2 separate regions of the Danio rerio genome follow, and region 2 is linked to region 1. The links are chromatin contacts, called in public Micro-C maps. All regions are on one chromosome and are shown on one strand. The core of a region is the stretch at or near the end of the contact, and the rest is flanking DNA. Distances in the headings are between cores, read along the strand shown. Region 1 has its middle 31 kb from the start of gadd45bb. Region 2 overlaps gng7 (guanine nucleotide binding protein (G protein), gamma 7).

Region 1 (6,489 bases), core at 2,084-4,583:
ATAATTAGTACACCCAAGTTAATATGTTGGGGGAAAATATTCAATACATTTTATTAAGTAGGAGAAATAAAAGAACCAAAAAATTACGAAAATTAATTTTGCTAAGTAGTTTGAAGTAGAGATTTTGTAGTTTGAATTTAGTTTTTTGCATTTCATCATTTGCATTTAAATATATTATCTTCATATTCCTAAAGATGTTAGGCAACCACACTTTAATGAATTTAACTGTTTAATAAAACCGTTTTGTTTAAATGCACCAAAATATATTGTCTATATTCGCTGACACAGGGATGTATGCTGTGTATGCATACATATATGAATATAAGAGGAAGCACGCCCTTTAAGCTGTTAGCAAACCTATTTTCCTCTTTCTTGTCTTCTTAAAGCACTGAGGTCAAAGGTCACCTGATCACTTCAGGTCATCAGAGGTCATCTTATTGAATGTGTCTGAGTGAGCAGGTCATTTTAACAGTGCTTGCTTAGGCCAGACAAACAAGAGCCGGGCTTAACTTTCACTTCCTGCTGCTGAAGTGCTCTGAATCGCCTCTATAAGCTACCTGGAAGTGCGAGAGTCAGTACTTTATAAAACAAAAAACAGTCCGATAATAGCAAACAAACACACAGACATGCGAACAAACACATCTTGTGACGTGCTATTCCCCTAAGCTTATTGGACGGAGAGATGTTTACAGTGTTTTCAGACTGTCTATAGCAAGTACAAACAGGCCGTTCCACAATGCAGTTTCCAGTTTTTTTCTGACAACACTTCATGTGAAGAGAGTAAGAGTATTGTGAGTGAGTCGGTTGCTTTCTTGGATTGATTTTAGAATAATGTTAGTTGACTGATGGAGCACCATATTATTTTACAAAATTATTTTTATTACTGTATTTTTCAAGAATAATAAAGTGATGTTTAATGGAGCAAGGATAAAAGTCTTATTTCTTTTAGTTTGGCTGCATGGAATCCTTTTTTTTAACGTAAAAATATTTTTAGGGCATACTATTATCCCCCTTAACCCTCTGCAAAATATTTATGTTACTAAACGTTTCTTTAAGACCAACATTCTAAATTCTTTGTTGTAAAGAGAAGACTTTAGTTTAGTCAATGATGTGCTTTATAGATGTGGTGGTCAATGTGCACAGTGTAACTTCACAACTAAATGTTTTTTTCCCCATTCAAGTGAGCAATTGAAGGTGTGATTTCTTGCAATACATCTATATGACTAAATGTCTTTGTGGTTTAGCTTTTATCGGTAAAACAAGACGGTGTTTAAGAACACGAATTGCTGAACACAGAGGTAATATACGATTAAATGATCAACGAAATCTTATTTCTGTTCATTTTAATGCATTCAAACATAACCTTTCGACATCACAATATATTGGCAGGGAACAAGTTAAGGTTCCGAGAAGGGATGGGGATATTGATAGACTTTTATTGCAGAGGGAAGCGTTTTACATTTACACGTTGAATATTTTGTTTCTGAGAGGTTTAAATTTGCATTTTAATTTGAAATCTTTTTTTGTAACTGTATTTATGTATCTCACCTTTCATTCTTGAATTTTTGCTGATTGTAAGAATGATTGTAAGAAAATGTCTGGTGCAAATGTGCAAAAATTGGTGCAAGTGTTGGTTAAAGTGTTTGTTAAAGTGTCAGAGAGATGAAAGAGTATGTTTTCTACAGGTGATTTGTCAAGCATACTCATCTGTGTGAGTCACACTCAGTTTGGGGTTGTCGTGCGGTGAGGTGGGGGAGAGAAGAGGGGGTCTTGGTTTTGTTCACAGGGGTTTTCTGCCTTTAAATTGCACTTTAAGTGAAATACTATTAAAATATTATGTACTGTAATCCTGGTAGGCATGGGCCGGCATAAGATTCTGATGGTATGATAACCTTGGATATAAATATTATGTTTTCACGGTATCACGATATTGAGAATACTGCTCTAAAATATATTCTTTTAAAATGTTCCCCTTTATATATATATATATATATATATATATATATATATATATATATATATATATATATATATATATATATATATATATATATATATATATATATATATATATATATATATATATATATATATATATATAATTCTTTTTTTTTTTTTTTGGGAAACATTTAAAATATTTGGAACAGCAAACATGTCAGGCTAAATAATTCAAATGAACATTAAAAATTAATATTAACATTAAAAAATTGTGCTGCAGATACTGTTGTCCTGAAAAACAAAACAAAAAAATTAAATAAAAAATATCTTACTTATACCTTAGGAACAGTATAGCAGAAAATTTTAGCGGTTTCAAAACCTTGATTTTTCCAAACCCAGCATACCTTGAACACGGTTATGGTCCCATGCCTAAATCCTGGCAAAGACAAAAGACATATTTAGTTATTAAAATTATAATGCTTAAATATGTTGAAAAAACCTTCTCTCCAATAAAAAGCCATTTAAAATTAATTGAAAAAACTAAAGAAAATTACAGGATGGCTAATAATATCGACTTCAACTGTATATTTCCCCTTAAAATTGTTTTTTTTTTTGTCATTCAAACTACTTATTTAAAATGAGCTAAAACAACACAACTCTTGAGTTTTTATTAGAACAACTTAATTTTTTATGTTCGATCCACATAAATTTGTTAAAGGTGTAATGTTACCTTAATTTATGTTGGGACAAAATTAATGAATTGTGTGGAATCCTGCATTTTTTACAGTGTAGTTTGTGTAATATTATTGACTGTTCTATTTAATCAAGTTACACACACATAAAAACTAAAGGTCGAAATAAGCATTTATGCTAAAACCTGACACCATGGATCTTGACTGTTCTGGATTAAATGTATTCTTGTGTATTGTCCTACACTAAAGAAAAAAAACAATTCACTGCATTTACTAAACATTTTTTAAGGTAAGTGGTTGCAAACAATTTAAATAGGCTGAATTTAAACAAATTAATTTGTTTGATTAATTTCAGCCCATATAAATTTGCAACCACCCCTAAAAAATGGCAAATCCAATTAATATTTTTTTTTACTAAACTAAACTAAACTAAACTAAACTAAACTAAACTAAACCAAACCAATAACCACACTGACCCTATTCCCAAAACTTAACTGTGCCCTACCGTCCTTCACTATAGGTGAGTTCCTGCTGAAATGAATGTGTTGAAAAGTATTTTTACAATGTTTGGCAGCAGGCTGTCTGTCTTAACCTCCACGATTTCTCTGGCGGGGGTCCAGGCGTCTGTGTGTACGGGTGTCTGGGAGACTGCATGATCCGCAACGCTTTCAGCCCGATCAGGCAGTCATCACAGAGGCTTAACAAACCTTCAGCAGCACTGTCTGAGTCTGGCAGACTCCAGCGAACCGTCTGGCTATGCGGCTCGGTTTTGCACTCAAGAGACAAATTAGGCGAACAGGCTAGTAATAATAATTGCCGTGTATGTGTACTGTCTGTTCTTCTGGCGTGAGTATGCGTCTGTCTAGTGCATGTGTAAATAAATGCAGACACTGATACAGGAAGTAAGAATGACTATGTGTTCAGTCTTGCAATCGAACTGACTTTGATGGCAGGAGATGAAAACATCATAAAAATATCTTTAGGTAAAGATTTAGTGTCAGGTTCAAGTGTGTCTATACGGACCGGTTCTCACTTTCCACAGAATGGCAATAACAAGCAGAAGAAAGGATTAGAGCTGAAGAGACAGTCAAATTACAGAGCTGCTTTCTCTTTGTCTGAGCTACGTAGGCACTTTTTTAAAATGTCACTGGAGAATAAACAAACTATCAAAGTAATTATGCACTTCAATGTTTTTCTGTATTTAGACCTAAGAGCAATTTCTGTAAGGTTTTGATTTGAGGCTATTTTGCATTCATGTTTAATATTTAAATTGAAATGTGTACTTTGCTGATTTTTAATTAGTGTAATGGGAATAGTCTAAATGGACAGTGATTTTACTGAACTAATATGACAAAAATACTTACATAAAAATACTTTTTAAATATTTCTCAAATGATGTTTTTCTACTGGAGAAAGTCTTATTTGTTTTATTTTGGCTAGAATAAAAGAAGTTTTAAAAATTTTTTGAAACCATTTTAATGTCAAAACTATCAGCCCCTTTAAGTTATTTATTTTTTCGACAGTCTACAGAACAAACCATCATTATACAATAACTTGCCTAATTACCCTAACCTGCCTAGTTAACCTAATTAACCCAGTTAAGCCATTAAATGTCGCTTTAAGCTGTATAAAAGTTTCTTGAAAAATATCTAGTCAAATATTAATTACTGTCATCATGGCAAAAATAAAAGATATCAGTTATTAGAAATGAGTTATTAAAACAACTATGTTTAGAAATGTGTTGAAAATATCTCCTCTCCATTAAACAGAAATTGGGGGAAAAAATTAACGGGGGCTAATAATGCAAGGGGGCTAATAATTCTGACTTCAACTGTAAGTAGCAAACACATTTATTGATTTAGCTTTCATCCAATTACATTAATCTGTATATGTGGCAGGAAGCTCTCAGAAGTAAATATTATTCTATTTAGCTTTATATTAAAGGTAAGTAAAGGTGTAAACTTATACAGTGTGTTGTTAAATGCAGAGCTCCTCTATTTAAAATAAATAAATAAAAATACCCTGCAAGTTCAGAAAGAGATTAGGCCTCAGGCAGGTATAAAAAAGTAATTTAAAAGTAATGCAAGCATTACTTTTCATGAAAAGTATAAGTAATGCTAGAAGTTAATTATTTGTGTAGTAACTCAACATTTTAATGTATTACTTTCAAAAGTAACTTTCCACAACACTGTATATAGTCAGATTTTATTTGCTGTGTAGATGAATGAAGTCCCTTTTGTTCATAAACAGTATATTTATTTGATCCGAAAAACAGTAAAAGAGTGGTATTGTGCTATATTATTACAATTTAAAGGATAACTCAACCAGAAATGTTTATTTCTTCTGATGAACACAAAAGAAATTGTCTTGATTCAGTAGAAAAAATTATATCCTACCACAAATTTCAAAAAAAAAAAAAAAAAAAAAGGAAAAAGAAAGAGAAAAATTGGACTCATTTTTTTTAGGTAAAACTTTTTTATAACTTTTTAATATTAACTAATCTATCTAAACTAGGGATGCCCAAACTTTGGTAACACTTTATTTTGAAGGTCTATTTGAGTATTATATTTGAATGGTAGTATATATTGTTTTACTTTTTAAATATTAGTGACTTAATTTTCTGTATATGCACTGTGGTTATCAAAAAATATTCTATTGTTACTGAAAACTGTCATAATGCAACTTCAAAGCAAGTCCAGGGGTTCTCCGGATTTACTCTGCAATACAAGCACTTCTTACAGAAATTGATAAATGTTACGTCATTTGCACAGCTAGCAGGAAGTGGCCTTCGCAAGTTGAGCTGTGCTGAGCGGCTTCCAGATAAAGCTGTGACAATGCAGAGAAAGAGGGAAGTGGCTCTTCTCATTTCTTTTGTGCGAGAGGTTAATCCTGCACTCAATGCAGATGGACTGTAGAGACAAAATCTGGCTTCACTGCAGACTACAAACATACAAGCTTTATTGTAGACTTCAGGCTGCACAAATACAAATTCAGTGAATCTATGGTGGCTTACAAATGCATAAACTAGACCTTAAACAAGATCTAAAACTTTATGTCTTTAAAGATGAAATAAAAACCTGCTACTTGTTCAAATTACTTGTTTAAAAAGAGCTGAAACAACACAGTCATTGTAATGTTTTGAAAATTTCTTTCTTGTTCACTTACATTTGTAATAATTCATTCAGCTTAATATTATTGTGTTGAGACTACATAAATATTTTCTGTTACTGGGTTTTGAGGTTCCTAACAAGCTGTTTGGCATTTCACTAAAGGGATAGTTCACAACAATATTAACATTTCCTCAATATTTTCTCACCCTTTCCTAAACTTTAATGAATTCTTCATAAAAGAATAAGGGAGATCACTGGCTGTTTTCCCCCCAACTTCCTACAGTATATCTCTAGTTCATTCTAATTGAGTCTTAATTTATTTTGGAGATTCCAAAGAGTTCCAATAAAGGTTTTGCATTTTGAAATTATACAGTGTAGAAGAGTGTAGTGCTCATGCTTAGGATGTGGTCAACTTTATTTAATTACAACATTTAATTGTGCTAATACTAGTCCTGAGGTGCTGTTTAAACAGTACATTTATAGTAGTACATTTATGTGTTAAAATGACATTTTAGAATGAAAATGCTTCTCATCCAGACTGCTGTTTTTATTGCTTTTCATGCTTACTGAACTATTAAGCCAATAGAATTACCATATTTTGTCCACAACTAACAAAAAAATAAAAAAATAGTTCATAGTTGCATTTGAATAACAATATGCAAATAAAAAGCAATCAGCCAATTTTTTATCCATTGGATTGCCACAAAGGCTATAGAATACACAAGAGATGTCACTCGTATGGTTTTGAA
Region 2 (6,489 bases), core at 2,106-4,605, 53 kb after region 1:
CTGGTAAATAAATGCTTATTAGTACTTGTAAACTAAATATTCTGCAGGGTAATATTCTACATTTCTAACCCAATACCTAAACTTCCTTAATATCTAGTAATATGGAGCAGATTAGGATTAGTTTATCGAAGCAAAAGTTATAGTTAATGGTTTGCTAATAGCGAGAAGTGAATGTTAAAACAAAGTGTGACTATAAATAATTTCCAAGTAGTGCTATTCAATCATTTGGTAAAACTTAAGATACAGTATATTGCAATATATATGTCAAATTTTTCCAATATCGTGCAGCCCTACTCTAATCATTGATATAGATTTTCCAATTATTGTAATGATACCATGAATAACTTTGCACCAAAGCACAGAAATGAGATTGAAAACTATTCACAAACCTTTCATGCATAAAATTGTCAGGTTTTATTTTAAATAAAGCACCCTAATTTTATGCTTTCATCTTAAATTATTCTATATACTGTATATTAATATATTATTAATAAAAATATATATTATTAAGAACCATATATAGCAACTTAATTGACTTGGTTTAAAATATAATTGTTTCAATGATAAAAGTTCACCCAGTAACACTTTTACAATGAGTATTTCAATTTGCAATAAGTGCCCTATAAAGGGTTATTATTAAAACTGAAACCCAAGTGATCTTTTGTTCTGAAGGACAGACTAAAACAATAACAAACAGCTATATTTGGAAAAATCTGACTTACTGTATGCAATCTACAGCTGCTTTCTGGGAAAGATAAAAGATAACAACATGAGTACTCTGAACTTTGACTTCGTTTGTGGTTTACAAACATACAGGTTCAGACAGATGGACAAACAGTTGCTTACGGCCAGTTCTTCAACACAAGACACTCAGAATGCTGATTCTGCTGCTATCAGATCAGCCAGAACATGCAGAGAACGGAAGGATGAACACAGTTTGTTATGTCCCTGATGTAATCAAAACTTTGAACAGGGAGGAAAAAGCACTTCCTGAACAAATCATATCATATATGTGTGCAAATTTTGACTGAAAAAAAAAAATTGGCTGAGCTTTAATTTTCCCAAGAAGAATCATTCAAATTCCAGTAAGAGCAACAGCATTCCTGCCGTGCTTCAGTTGTTCATTGGAACTTACAGCCATTCAAAACATGTGTAACTATCAGTGCTGTTCAGACCTGGAAGAAAACCTCCATGCAAATGAGTTAAGCAATGCAAACAGAGCTGAAGCATGCAATGAGTATGTTTGAAAAAATACTTGCTTTAATGCTTCATCAGAATACTATAACACACCGCTTTCAGTGAAACATAACAGAAATAAATGACTAGTAAATTTCAGTAAAGTGTGTCGCGGTTGTGCAGTGAGTAGCATGATTGCTTCACAGAAAGAATTTCAATCAAGTAGTAAAGTAAGTGCACATAACAGTGTACTCTAATAATCTAAAATAACTCTAGGGGCTTTGTTATTATTTATATATATATATATATATATATATATATATATATATATATATATATATATATATATATATATATATATATATATTGAAAGATATAATATGTAGCATATAATAATAATGATATCAGACAATGTGCAATAATATTATAAATTACAAATGTTTAAAACTAAATATTGTTGGTCCTTTTACAAATGTTATAGATAACTACAACATTATTTTTACACATAAAAATCCAGCTATGGGATCTGTGCAAATGTGAAAAAAGCATTTGGTAGCATGGAGGCATTCAATTATTACACATTCAATTATTAAGTAGAACGATTAAAATGGGACTTTCTCATGTTTAATGTTAATCGAATAATGTTAATTTAATGGTTAAATGTCTATTAATAATATGTATTATTATTATTATTATTATTATTATTATTATTATTATTATTATTATTATTATTATTACTATTATTATTATCACTCACAACAATATTTTCATAAAATGATTAATAATATAAAAATTAAACAGAATTAATTAATAATAAAAAGTAATATAAATAGCATATGGTAATACCCACTGTATGGGGAGGCATGGTGGCTCAGTGGTTAGCACTGACACCTCACAGCAAGACTGTCGCTGGTTTGGGCGACCCAAAGACATGCGCTTAGGCATGGGGCGATAACAATTTTCAAGTTATACCGTGGTTTGGAAAAGTCAAGGTTTTAAAACCGTCAAAATTTTCCGTTATACCATTCCTAAAATGTGTAAGATTTTTTATTTACTTTTTTTGTTGTTGTTTTTTAGGACAACAGTATCTCCAGAAAAAAAGATCCAAAAAGATGTTTTAAATTGTAAACAAATTTGTGTTTTTGAAACTAATGAAGACAACAGAAGTCAATCATTTATTTAAATTATTTATTTCAATTATTTACGCAGGGGATGCCCTTTCAAAACACCCATACACACTTGCATTCGCACATACACACTACGGCCAATTCAGCTTATCCAATTCACCTACAGCGCATGTCTTTGGACTGTGGGGGAAACCGGAGCACCCGGAGAAAACCCACATAACCACAGGGAGAACATGCAAACTCCACACAGAAATGCCAACTGACTCAGCCGACCAGCGACCTTTTTGTTGTGAGGTGACTTCGCTACCCACTGCATCACCATGCCACTATTATAGCACACTATATTATATTCATTCATTCATTTTCCTTTTCGGCTTACAGTTCCTTTATTAACTAGGGGTCGCCACCAAATAAGCACAAAATAAGTCCTGTTAAAAAAGTTTTTTTTGATGAATTGTTGATTCACTGTAATATTATAGGATTATTATTATTATTATTATTATTATTATTATTATTATTATTATTTTGGCTGATGATGATTACATATTTAGTTTTTTTATAAAATGCACTAAATGCATCAATGTTTGTTGGTATTTCAATGCCTTGGCATTTCTATGGTGGAAACATGTCAAAACAAAAGATCCTCATCTGTATTTGCAAAGAGTCATCTTCCTAAAAAAATTTGAACAACCATCACAATTGCAAAAAAAAAAAAAAGATAAAAGACCCTGAATGGCTTGCAGAACACAGTGATGGATCAAATGCTCCTTAAAGCAAAGACATACTAGAACATAGAATTATATTACTGTTAATAGAGTAACGCAAGAGTTCAGAGTTCTGCAAACGTGCACTAAAATATACATAACCTACGACTACGGCATTAAATAAAACATACAGGAGGAGGAGGCAGAGGAGGAATGGAGGCTTTCGTGTGCAAGAATCCTATGCGCAATGCACTAAGCCCCCAGCTGCGATGCATGCGCTAGAGTGGGCCACACACACACATACACACGCACACACACCCTCCGCACATGTAGGTGAGAGTGGGAGCTGATCTATATGCTGGGGAGTGTGTGAGCGCAGGAGGAGGAGGCTGCGCATCAGCAACCGTTACTCACATTCTCTCACGTGACATTCCTCTCTCTCACCAAAAAAAAAAAAAAAACGAAAGCCAGTAAAGAGCGGCAGGAATGTGGCCAACAGTCCAACTGAATAGGGATTTTTGAACACCGAGGAGATGGTGAAAATAACCACACGCTCTCAAATCACACTATTAGGCCTTGTTTTAGGTGCTTGAATCTCTAGCACTCTTTTATACAAGTAATAATATTCAGATCATGGGTTGCGCATCTGGTTTAAGAAACATCATTTAAAAGAAATGCAGCAAATCACTTTCAATAATAAGGCTGTGCTATAAATAGTCTACAGTGAAAAACTGAGTGGTAAAGTGCGGTTGGCATCAATCAGAAAACTAATGTTATGCTCTGTATTTTAATGTGAATCTGTATCTCAAGTGCATCTGTGGCTAAAGTGTATTAGACAGGCTGTTTTCAGATTATGGTATTCTCTACAGTGCATTAATATTCAACATATCCACAATATTGCTTCAGAAAAGACTGGGGGTTATTATGCCATTTGCTAATTCTATTAAAGGGCTAGTTCACACAAAAATTTGGATTTACTTACTATTCACTCACTCTTGTTGTTCCAAACCTCTATGCACTGTTAGACATTTTATTGTGTTTTTGCAGTAACTTACTGGCAGCACTGTTACCTGTAAATGTGTTTTACAGTAGCACAGCCCTATACCACAATTTCATTTTACAGTAAAATAGCCTAACTGCAACTATATATATATAAATAAATTAAATTACATTTTACAGCATGACGAGTACTTTTATTGTAATTTTTTACATTTTACACTAGCAGTAGAAAAACCTAACTTTTTAGTATTTACTATTGAATTTAACAGATTCCAAACTTTTTTTTTAAATAAAGGTGCTGTATGTACATTTTTGACTCTTCTAAACCATAAAAATGCCATAATATGTTTGCAGATATTTAAGAAACATGGTAAGTAAACATATTTGTTTATCTGAAAAACAACGCTAAAGTCAGTTACTCTGCTTTGAAAATGTGCATTATTCCACATGAAGTAGTTATTAATTAACAAATAAAATAAATATTATGAATGCAAACATTAGGTGAGCAGGTTACATTGTAACTCTATGTCCTAACAACATGCTATGCGATGAGATTTGCAGTGATAAGCAATTTTAGACCAGACAAAACATGACCATTCAGAGAATAGTGGACTTACTGCACTCCAACAAAATGGTAAGATTTACAATCCAGTTAATACATATTAAACCTCTTTAACATTATTAAATGTACATGCTGAATCACTGATATGTGTTGGCTTGCACCGAGTCACAGTTCTAAAGTTTAATTTCAAACGGTTTATTTTATTTTCAAGCTCAGAGGTCTGCTGCTGCTTTCAGTATGGCAACGTCACGTCATGTTAAATGGTATTCAAACTCACATTATTAGCATATAACACTGATTAATGCACATGAGGTGTACTTGAGGTGAGCATTGTCAGTTTATCCAGTAGTCCAGCTCCAAGAAATAGAAGTTGTTTTTAAAATATAATTTTCAGGTGTTGGTTAGTACAAAAACTAAGGAAAATACTCCTTCTAGCAGGTGCCATTGCTCTTATTTAGAACACGGTTTAAATCAGCCTTTAGGCTGGATACTCAGGCACACTCCTGTTGGTGTTGTCAATCTAGCAACCTGCACTTGCGTCTGTTTTGAACCATGCGTTCAATACCTAGTTCAACCACTGGGTGTCAAACTTATATACTGCACCTTTAATGCTGTGTTCACACCAGACGCGGAAAAAGCGTCAAGTGAGAGTAATTTACATGTTAAATCAATGCAAATGTGCGAATAGACACCCTGGGGCGCGACGCGAATGGCACCACGCGAATGACGCGATATACGCGAATGGCGCACCGCACATCACGAATCGACCGTTTTGTGCATTTGACTGGGCTCAGCTCAGTCAGAAGCACCGCTGAATGGCTCTATTATTCAGGTTAAGTTTCTGGAGGAGTTTATGAGCTCACAGAGCTGGATGCACCTCTAAAAAGATCTAGTGGACTCAGACACGGCCTTACACGAATCAACGCTGTTTTTCAGCCTTAAGCACTTAAACACAGTTATTTTCTTAACAAAATCCATGTTAGCCATTTAGCAATGCAGCTAGAGTCACCAGGCAGACAGAAGCCCTGCCCATCACGCGAATCCGAATCTGTTCTGAAGTCTGTTCTTTAACGCGCGAATGAAGCGGATTTGACACGCGAAGGAAGCGGGGTTTGATGCGCGAATGAAGCGAGCAAACTCAAATGTTCACGCAGCTATTTAAGTATGAATAGCGAAATTTATCAGTGCGTTCCACGTCTGGTGTGAACACAGCATAACGATCTGAGTTTTGTCTTCAACTACAGTCCTAGTTCTTGACTTCTTTGATTACAGTAGAATACCACTAATATGCAGTAAGTTACTTTTAAAACTGTTTATATGACCCACAATGCAATGCATATTACTATAGAAAACTGTACAAATTGTATGTGGAATTTTACAGGGCCTTTTTGCAATAAATAATTATACAATTGCAGCAAAGTCTATAAATGATGACAAAATTTCAATTCTGTGTGAAAATCTTTTTAAGTTATTCCTAATGTAGGATGTATTGACTGTGAGGATAAAAATGCCACTTCATTGCTCCCAGTGATTTAATATACTTCACTGATTGCTTGCAGTTGAACCGAAGTTACTCTCATAATTCAAGCAGAGCATCATGTGGTGTTGGAAAAAAGGTGAATAGCACACCATAAAAGCTGCTACATAATCCCTGCCATGTGGAGCTTCAGGGAAGTGATATAAGCTGTTACAAAAGGAGTGCAATCCCAAGAGATCTGCCATCTCTGCTAGGAAGGACACATTGTTTATGCAACAACTACCGGCACCTGTCATGTACCTGAGGAATATGAAAAGGATGTGTATTGTCGGTTAGTTGAAAAATTTCATCCGCTCTGCTGCGAAGTAACAGCGGGGAAAAAAAAGAAAAAGAGCTGAGCTGCTGACTCATATTTTGAAAGCCCGCTCACGCGAATTTGCACAG

Evidence for each region. Hi-C and Micro-C count contacts between places; a contact is called where the count stands out from the background.
Region 2: a contact with region 1 is called in a Micro-C map of caudal fin, with 4 times the contacts expected there. The contact joins two enhancer-like sites. A contact is called at or near these places in 3 of 18 Hi-C or Micro-C datasets (caudal fin, embryo and hematopoietic stem cells).

The regions. Positions count from the first base shown.
Region 1 is chr2:39,947,443-39,953,931 of GRCz12tu, forward strand. No RefSeq gene overlaps it. Among named protein-coding and RNA genes, the nearest start is that of gadd45bb, 31 kb to the left of the region's middle. Within about 2 kb of position 3,334, at least 12 of the 62 cell types and tissues checked have an H3K27ac peak or open chromatin away from gene starts, as enhancers often do. A contact at or near this core is called in caudal fin, where this site is marked.
Region 2 is chr2:40,000,141-40,006,629 of GRCz12tu, forward strand. All of the region lies in intron 2 of gng7 (guanine nucleotide binding protein (G protein), gamma 7), which reads right to left. Among named protein-coding and RNA genes, the nearest start is that of gng7, 20 kb to the right of the region's middle. Within about 2 kb of position 3,356, at least 19 of the 62 cell types and tissues checked have an H3K27ac peak or open chromatin away from gene starts, as enhancers often do. A contact at or near this core is called in caudal fin, where this site is marked.